Regions from separate parts of the Bombyx mori genome. Here region 2 is linked to region 1. Evidence: chromatin contacts called from public Hi-C data. All regions are on one chromosome and are shown on one strand. Each heading gives the region's core, a stretch centred on a gene start, on an enhancer-like site or on the middle of the called end of the contact. The rest is flanking DNA. Distances are from core to core; before and after follow the strand shown. Region 1 holds the start of LOC101742601 (tyrosine-protein kinase Shark). Region 2 holds the start of Pts (6-pyruvoyltetrahydropterin synthase).

Region 1 (5,180 bases), core at 1,346-3,845:
ACACTTTCAAGCTTTATTTCAATAAAAGTTTAACATAATAACAGTACATAACATAATTGAAAAACTCAAACGATATCTATCTATCCATTGAGACAATAAAACACAAGAGGGAATTAAGGACAATTTACGGGACCCTCTTCTTAATAGAACATCCTTCTTGAACTAGTCACGATATCACTAATTAAGGGATTGAACAAGTTTATTAACTGTGTGTTTGACTGAGTATCCACAATACTAAAATGATATAGCATTTGTTTAAAATTGTATAGTAAATACATTTAAATCTTATTCAAGTAAAGTTGAAACTTATAGCCAAAATAATAAATTTGATTAAAGTTTTTTGATGTTGTTATTTTACTTGTATTTTAGGAAAATTTGCTTTATTTTTTAATTTCTCGTAATTGGTGATCAAGGATTCATCTTAGCATATGATTAGATAGCAATGAAAACATATCGAAATGAATGAAATAAATTAAGAATTTAGTTCATTTTAGTTTTCTAAGCTTTGCTGTAATTAAATTATCTTGTATTTGTATAATTCACCTTACAAGCATTTGTTGTACAAATCTAGAAAATTAGTTCTTTAAATCAAAGACATAAGAAACTTGGAATAAGTTGGTGCCTTTTAGATTACTAGTAAAACAGATCAGAGAAATTATAAAAAAAAATTGTGCCAGAGTTTTCACGTTCGTTATTTCAAACATGCACATTCCATTGTTGTAAGATATGAGCATTACTAAGCCTGATTTGCCTGCCAGAAGCTTAATTACTTAATTATAACCATTTCAGAACTTTAATTAGCATAATCACTGACTAGAGATACAGTGGTGATGTCTGAATGCCTTAGTGCTTTGTTGTCTTAATTCATATACAAATCCAGTTGTAAGTTAATTGTTATTTTACTAAATTTATTTCAATTTCTCTGTCAAAAAATGTGTTTGGCTTTAGAAAAAAAAATTGAGTTTGAAACACACCTGTGCAGTAAATTTGTTGTTCCCTGTGTCCTCGACTCATGCGGTGGTGGTTCTCCTTTACAGACAATGGACAACCTAGTAACAAGTCCATTTGAATCACTACGGTAATGTTGTATAAGAGTATCCAATCCATGAACAGTTGTGTGCTCTTCTATAGAGAAGAATGCATCTTCACCGTGTCTGCGTATTTGATAATGCACTACTTGACCCTGAAAATTAAATCTTCTATTTCAGAATTGTCTAGCAGTTTTAAATTCTCAAATAAACTTTATTTAAAATATTTTTTTAGGTTATCAAATTTATTAGAAATTTAGTGTACCTGATGCAAAACAGACAAAACATAATCTCCAGGCGAAGTATTACTCTCCCGTACTAAAAATACACCATCTTCTCCTTCTGAAATTACAAAACTTTGTTATATTTAAAGTTTTATTTTGTTCAAAACAATGACAAAAGAACTATTTACTAACCCTCTTTTAACAGTTTCTCAGCGGATTCACGTGATATTTTCCCATGAAACCAGTTAACGTTGTCTTCTCTATTCATCCTCAACAAAAAAGAGTTTGTCTGAAAAGTTAATTGGAAACTTGTTCAACAGGTATGCACCACATTCCACACATCAGATGACCTAAAACTACTAATTTTCTTATTTGTTTTTCTTAATCCTCAATTAATAAAGTTTTAATCTGTTGTAACATATCAAATCAAATCCAAAATGTTCCGTGGGAAGTTTCAAAACTTTGCCAGAAGTCAAAACTTTGATGTAATTACTGATACTGACGCGCCATGTTTCATTCTATTTCATTCTTTCTTGTTGTTTATTACCTACCATAATACTATCAAATTGAAAGTTTAAAGTCTTCTCTCATCTGTATTATTTATCTCCCTCCGACTTCGTTACAAAGTCTGCGTTAAAGAGAGACAAACACCAACATGTTTCAATTTTAAATAAATGTGGTTATAAGTCAAACGTCACAACTGAATCGTCAAATAAGAAACTGATAAGAAATTTAGGATGATTCATCATCTACATAAATACTAGTTTTGCAAAAATAACTAATTATTAATATAGATCAATTAATGTAATAATTTTCTTACCTTAAGTAATATGAATGACGTCATGGTTGTTATCATGATATCCAAATTCCAAAACACAAATATTATATTTCCAAGTATTAATAAAAATTATGATTAACGATATTTTCTACGTTTTCTATAATAGCACATTTTTACAACTTAATTTACTTTTTAATTAAGATACACAAAACTCGGTATTAAACTAGGAACAGCAAACGGAGTGCGTGTGCCATGCAGCCGGCAGCAAGCAGACAGGCGCGGTATCCCCGACTCTGCCTTCCAGCGAATGACTCATAGCAAGGTCAATTCCGAGAAATGAATCACCAACACCAACGTACACACACAGTTCCACAACGCAAACGCTTTATGTGTAGTACGCATTCCCTCACACACAATCTCAATTCTTATTCAGATATTTCAAACATTTAAAATAAAATTACATGTAGTAAGTACGCAGCAGACAAGTCAAAAATAAACAAGTTTTTTTTAGTATGTTATGGTTTACACTTTATGATATTTTTTGTTGTGGATAGATCGACGAGCTCACGGCCCACCTGGCTTTAAGTGATTAGCGGATTCTATAGACATGTAAATGCTGGCGCTCACCTTCAGATGTGAGTCGTAAGTCTCGAATTGAAAGTTTAACTGCCGTCCTTTCCTTAAAATTGGGACATGAAAATTCTTCACGACAAATACTTACCCATGTGGGCCCATAATATCCCGAGTAGACAAGCTCACGTCCACCTTCTGTTACCTAAGTGGTTACTGGCCCATGGACATCGATAGCGTAAATGTCGCCACCCAGAACTTAGAACTCATATCTTGAGATATGAGTTCTAAGTCTCATTTTTCAATACAACAGCTGCCCCAACCCTCAAACCGACAGCGCCGCGGCTTCTCAGCAGAAATGGGCGGGATGGTTATACCTGTGCGGGCTCACAACGATATCCTACCACCAGTTAAAGCTCAGAGACCGGTCACAACTCAACGTAGCAGTCACAGAACAACCACGTAACGAAATTTGTGTAGTGACTATTAAGTTATTCGACCAAAGCGCATTGTGGCAATTTAACAAGATGTGTCCTGGCTATAAAGTCATTGAAAACGAAAACTAATGAAAATCAAGATGGCATATAAATTTTTGGCTGCGTTTTTTTGTTCTAAGCTCCATGTATAAGTATATAAGAACGACAATGGTTTTGAATTTGCAAACAAAGTCTTATAAGACAATAACTAAGATGTAGCAAAGCATGAAAATTGATAGCAATGGATAGCATATACAACTCTAATCGAATGTTGCATCGAAATTTGAATGTCGAACGAAAGTTATACTAATTTACAATCACTTATAAAACTTTTTCTTTTGTATCTTTTTTTACACAATGTCTTCAAAGTGCAAACGAACCTAAAACATATTATGATAGAATGATGTTTATGAACATATTATAACAAGGTACCCATGTTTTTGTGAGGTGTAGAATGTTGGGAAAATTCATTTTTCTAAATACTGTAATAGTTTTTAAATGAGACACAATTAGGCACATTAAGCTTGATTGAAGCATCACTCGATTATCTATTAATTCTAAATTCCAGTTTCCCAATCGACATTCTACATAAATTCGTACTACAAAAAAATGTTAATTTTATCGATACCTAATGTAACCACAACTCTTGTAAAACGAAATAGGTATCTACATAATGAACTATATTCTCATTGTTATTACTATTAGTAACAAATCACCAAATTTCGATTTTCCTTTTTGAATATCAGAATTTTTGTGAAATTTACGGTAAGAACTACATCAATAAATTTGGAATCTTTAAGTTTTCAATCGTATAAAATATACATACTAGATTTTTAGAAAGCTTAAATTAAATCAGTAACTTTTTGGCGACCGAATTTGTTAAGGGTTCATTGAATGATTTTAAAATTAAATTCTAGAATGTTGTATAGTTCACTAATACAGTCAAGAGACAAGCCTGTACATATGTATGTATGCATATAGTGCACGTTTACATACTCAGATCAAAGAACTAGTACTGTGTAAACACTAGGAACTAACATTATCTTGCCAACGGTTCCTATTTATAAAATGAGTTTGTCGTTTTAGTATTGAAAATAATAGGAAAAGTTGTCAAGGAATAACTTTGACAATAGGGGCTATTAACTTTATTATTGAATAGTTTAATCACTTAACTGTTAAGGGAATGTGATCGTGGCCTTCTCAAGCTACAGCTATTACTTCCATGTCATCTGTTCATGGTAGAAGAATTTTCAAAAAATCTTCTATTGTTACTCCTTTAATTCACTTTTAAACTTGCAAGACTGTGGGAACGGTACACCTATATATTTCTGCTGGAAAGTAATAATGCAGCATAACGTGGCCTTTACGCACGCCAAAAAAAATTTTGAACTCAATCTTATGTTTCAAGGTGGAAAGTGATATTTAGGCTACATAGTCTATGAACTGTGAAATTAAACTTAAGCAAATTAAGAAACAGCTTAAAAACATAATTATCATTAACTAATAAATTAAATCGTAATAAATAAGGACATCTGTGGCAGCCCTAATCGGCACATTGTATAACGTACAAGTATATACCTTCGCAAAGCGCAGATGACTCACGTGATCAGTAAATATCACCAATTGAATACCTATCTGGCGCAGAATGATTCAACTCAAGTATTTTCTCAGTACATACTTTTACATTCGCAGAAAGTAAATATTATTTCACAACGACAGCCGCAACGATAATTGAACATCCTTTTTATGTGAATCTTATGGTCTATTGATTATTTTATTAGTTCGGTAGGCAGCGGCTTGACTCTGCCCCTGGCATTGCTGAAGTCCATGGGCGACAGTATCCACTCACCATCAGGTGGGCCATATTATTATGCTCATCTGCCTACACAAGCAATAAAAAAATTGGAGTATTATCTTTTAATACTGTCCAAGAAAGTTGACTATCGAAGTCGCCGCTACGCAGGGGCACCAGAAATGCCAAGAACGCAATCAATCAACTACCTGGTATAAGCAATTTTGCCTAAACCTAGTCAGAGCCGTGAGCGAATACTAGTATAGATAAAATATGTGAGGTACTCTTCGAATTCGTTAAATTGGCTATAAA
Region 2 (4,627 bases), core at 1,240-3,739, 150 kb after region 1:
CGACTCATAAATACTAGATGGGAAGAAAAAGGGCCATCAGGCTGTTCAGCCATCTATTGCGTGGAAAAAACACATTTCAATAATATATAATAATAAATAATCGGGAACGAATCACGCACGGTCGTCCGGCTCCAAATTAGCATTCCGTGTTATGGGTACCGACACTGACATACATACTTATATACCTTTCTATATATAAATACATATAGTGTGTGCAGAAAATAGGCACCAGACAAACCTGTAAATCACACGAATGTATGCCCTATGTGGGTATCGAACCTATGACCCTCAACACAACAATCAGGGGCTTTTTAATTATTGCACCACTGAGTCAGTCGAAAACTAAAAAAAAAACTGGTTTAAATAGCAAACCGAACAATTAATTCCATCTTTTATCGTGCTGATACTGATATGACAATAGAGTGGCAATAAAATTATTTTATTCTCATTGCACCTCAATGCGTGTGCAAAATTTTCAGTTACTTTGAAATCTTGAAGTCAGATAAAATGACTAAGATTTTGTTACATAAAGCTAATAAAATTGCTAAAAATGTCAAGATGGCAAGAAACATTTATTCAAGCTGTATAGTTTCACTTATTCATACATTCTTCAAAACATATAAACTTTAAAATGTACACCAGGTTACAATATGGTAAAACGAACCTGATTTTCAGAACAAATATTTTATTAAAATATTCGATCATAAATAAAAATTTTAATCTGTAATTATTAGGTCATCACATAAGGTGCATAGCCAATTCAGCCATTTTAATAATTTAAAATATTTTAGAAACATAATATATGTAATTATAATGTTTTAATTTTATTCTTATAAAAATTAGCTTCTTTGATCTGTCTTACTTAAGGAATGTATACATCACCTAACAATAGTAATATAAAATATTTTTCATTATAAAAACATTCAAGATTCAAGAATTTTGTTAGTCAGAATCTGAGGAAACTTCATGAGAAACATGACTTCGGTGACAAGAGGAGTCAGGCTTTTTCCTAGAGTATGTATTACCACCACGGTACACAACATGATTTTTTTCAGTTTCTAGGATCTTAACCTCATGCAGTAATTGTGGTTTTTCCATTATTCTTTGAAGTTGGTCCCAGACATATATTGCGACATTTTCTGTAGTACTTGCCTGTAATAGACAATATTGTTTTAAAGAATTAAATAGCTTACAGCAGTCTCTAGTCTTTTGTAAAGGAATTGGCATCAGTGCAATTATGGCATGTCATGGTCTTTAACAACATCCAGTATACCACTGCAGCAGACCCTGTGGAATTTGATTTTACCCATCTCTATATTTTTAAATAGGCAATATAATAACAATAAATTATATTGCCACCAGTAGATGTATTTACTCTTTTTTATTGGTCTTGCATATAGAACAGCTTCTGGAGTAAAAAACAGCCATATATTCATACAGTCATCTATACTGAGGAGAGGCTAATAAAAAAATTGGTAGACATAACTCTACCCACATATTTATCTATACAAATATCTAAAACATGTTAAAATGCACACGACAAACAATTTAAATTATACATACATGTGTACAATCTTAATTATATGTATACAATTAAAATATTATTTTGCTTAACCTTTAAAAGTAATGACTTACCATAGTTTTGAAGTATGGAACATCATTATCTAAATTCTTATGGTCGAGTGGTTCCAGGATGGCTGTTTTTATGTATTTCTTGAGGTCAGTTATATTCATCACCATACCAGTTTGAGGATCTACAGGACCCTTTACTGTTACAAGAACTGAAATTATTAGTCCACATTATTTTAATATTTTTGTGATAAAATGAACTGAACTTTATTATGGTAAAATTGTAAATACAATGCGATTTCTCAAAATTGGTTATAGCATGTAGTACATACATACATAAAATAATTATACAATACGTTTTTTTTATTTCTGAATAAACTACAAATAAAAAAAAATATAGAAAAAAACTGATGTCAAAAGAATAACCTACCAACATAATTATGACCGTGACCATTAGGATTGTTGCATTTACCATAAACTTTTTTGTTCTCTTCGTCACTTAAAAACGGGCTGAAAAATAATAAATTAATTATTGTGACGGTAGATGTTACCACACGTTATAAATATCCGTTTTTTTTACTGATAACCTTATTGATCTGAGTTAGAAGGTCGAACACAACTTAATATTATCATAAAATAATTTTATAAATTGAATTAATTAATACGTATTACTTTATAACCATTTACCTGTGCAGCCTATGAGCGGAACTGAAAGTTTCACGGCGTATTATTGATACAATAGGTAAAGAAGACATTGTGTAATTCAATAATTCAATAGAAAATTCAAATACAGTAAGAATCAAAAACTTAACGCATTAAATGGAGTTTTGCTTTTTTATTGAAATTATGTCAGCCTCTAGTCTGATATTATAAGAAAATTAAAATGAAGCGACTTTAAAAATAACCGGTTTTTATATCTTTCTTTCGTCCACAGAGTATTTTTAAGATACTTCACTCAGATCAAAGCTGCTCATGGTTTCGAAATTACTTAATAGGCTTATTACACTTGGCTGAATTCAGACGCCTCAAGTCAGTCGCTACTGAATTCAGTCAAGTGTAATAGCATTAAGTAAGTTAGTCTACTGAATTCAGTAACAAGGAAGTTTTCTGGCTGACTGAATCATTCTCTAACTGGCGCCATCTAGGCGGGCTTCGGACAGTCTGCCGACCGAGAGGGCTGGTGGTCGTGGCGCCGACGACCGCCAGTCCGGCGTCCCGAGGGGGAGGGTGATGGGAGAGATGTGCTCCGCACTAAACGCTTCACTTTCCCCCCTTTGCCTTGTCATGAGTTCTGTCTCATGCGAGGTTTGGATGTTGGTTGTTGAGCGACAGGAGGTTTTAGTCAGTTCGACTCTGACATACCCCGCCCAGTATCCCCAGAAAAGGGCGGAAGTCCGGCGATTTCCTCCTGACCAAAAAAAAAAAAAGACTGAATAATTTAGAAGCCTAATTAGAAACGCATAACTTATTTGCTAATATTCCACACAGCAATAAATATTTCCTCACCGATATTCTTGTTTCAATTTTTATTTATTTTTGAATGAAACAAAAATCAAAAACAAAAAAGATTGTTGTTGTCTAGATAATACTGGGGCCATCCTCTTACGCAAACGACACGTCTTATTTCGTCACGTTTAAACTGACAATTGATTCAGTAACTGAATTTAGAACAGTGTAATAAGAAGCTTCTAAATTTGCTTCTGAATTCAGTCGACAAATATCAGCCAAACGTAATAGGCCTATAATACAAAAAAATAGTGACATTTACGATTTAGAACTGCGACAAAACTGACATTACTGACAGGTCTCTAAATAGTCAATCATATTATTTCATATTATTTAGGATATTTTTGAACGTTCCCAGGGATAGACGTTCCCATGATTTTATTCGATTCTCATAGAATTTGGAGTTCAACAGTTGCATTGCATAGTTATGCTGGATGATTCAACTACAAAAAAAAAAAATAAGTTAAAGATATTTACGATCTGTGGAAATGACGGTAAAAGTGATGTGTCATCTTTAATCCGGTACCGGTAAAATGGGGCGATTAGGGATTGAGAGGCGAATCGGGAAAAAACCGGGAAAATCTTTCGACGCTCAATATAAGTTTTATATTCGTTGCAAAATCTTCCATTTTTTGTAGTTTAATAGTAGAATGTTGAAAGTTCACAAAACAACTCTGAATATGCATGATAATAGCTGCTAACTTATAAAAAATCGCGTTTCAAAATTAACTTTCTGTGGTGGTAATTATTTTAGTGCTAGAAACTTTGCTCTCTTTTATTTATTTGATAATAATAGAAGACGACTATGATTTATAAACGTTATTTAGTGTTTGAACCAGCATATATATTAAAGGTAAGTCTCAGTTGTTATTGGTTTTAATGTATTTGATTAAATAAAAATATATGTAAAAATCTGTTGTTTTTGGGGATATTGGGGACGTCTTAGGTACAAATAACAACGACAAAGGGGTCAATTGGGATGAGAATACGTGAAATGGAAACGACCTAAGTACAAATAGGTACAGGTTTGTAGGGTTGTCTATGTAGTTATAACAATATTTTTTAAATTTGTTGGTAAAAATCTGGTTTATTCGAAGCGAAATAGGGAATAAGTCTTTAGTTGAAATAGATAAGCAATTTAATATAAGTAAGTCGATTTTGCAGAGACATGTAACAAGATCAATGAAATCTCAAGGTGGACAAAAATGTCTAAGTAATATATTTAATATTTGAAAAATAAATATTTAATATTTGTTCAGAGTGGGGGTATTCATCTGATTAATCCATGGAATAACCGACACACCTAATCTCTTAACCCAGATAGAAATATCAGCACTATCGATTGCACCTATAATTGAGGTGATGTCTGCCATGTACTTTTGTCAGTTTTTAAATTTTTTTTATTGATGATCACTTTGTTGGTGCAACTAAATAAATAAATTAATTAAAACTATATATAAAAATGAAAGTAGTGCCAACCCTAGCAAATTTCTCATTTCGTCCCAATTAACCGCAATTTTCGGGTAAATAGGGATTACAGCTATTTTTGCAT

The links. Hi-C and Micro-C count contacts between places; a contact is called where the count stands out from the background.
Region 2: a contact with region 1 is called in a Hi-C map of posterior silk gland, with 1.8 times the contacts expected there. The contact joins the promoter of Pts here to the promoter of LOC101742601 in region 1. A contact is called at or near these places in 2 of 7 Hi-C or Micro-C datasets (middle silk gland and posterior silk gland).

The regions. Positions count from the first base shown.
Region 1 is chr5:13,531,810-13,536,989 of ASM3026992v2, forward strand. It overlaps LOC101742601 (tyrosine-protein kinase Shark), which reads right to left and starts at 2,596. Exons shown (of 14, transcript XM_004930017.4): 1 at 2,073-2,596; 2 at 1,445-1,541; 3 at 1,294-1,370; 4 at 975-1,183. The coding sequence starts at 2,108.
Region 2 is chr5:13,685,359-13,689,985 of ASM3026992v2, forward strand. It overlaps Pts (6-pyruvoyltetrahydropterin synthase), which reads right to left and starts at 2,490. Exons shown (of 4, transcript NM_001046638.1): 1 at 2,257-2,490; 2 at 2,000-2,079; 3 at 1,636-1,781; 4 at 555-1,152. The coding sequence starts at 2,324. The coding sequence ends at 943.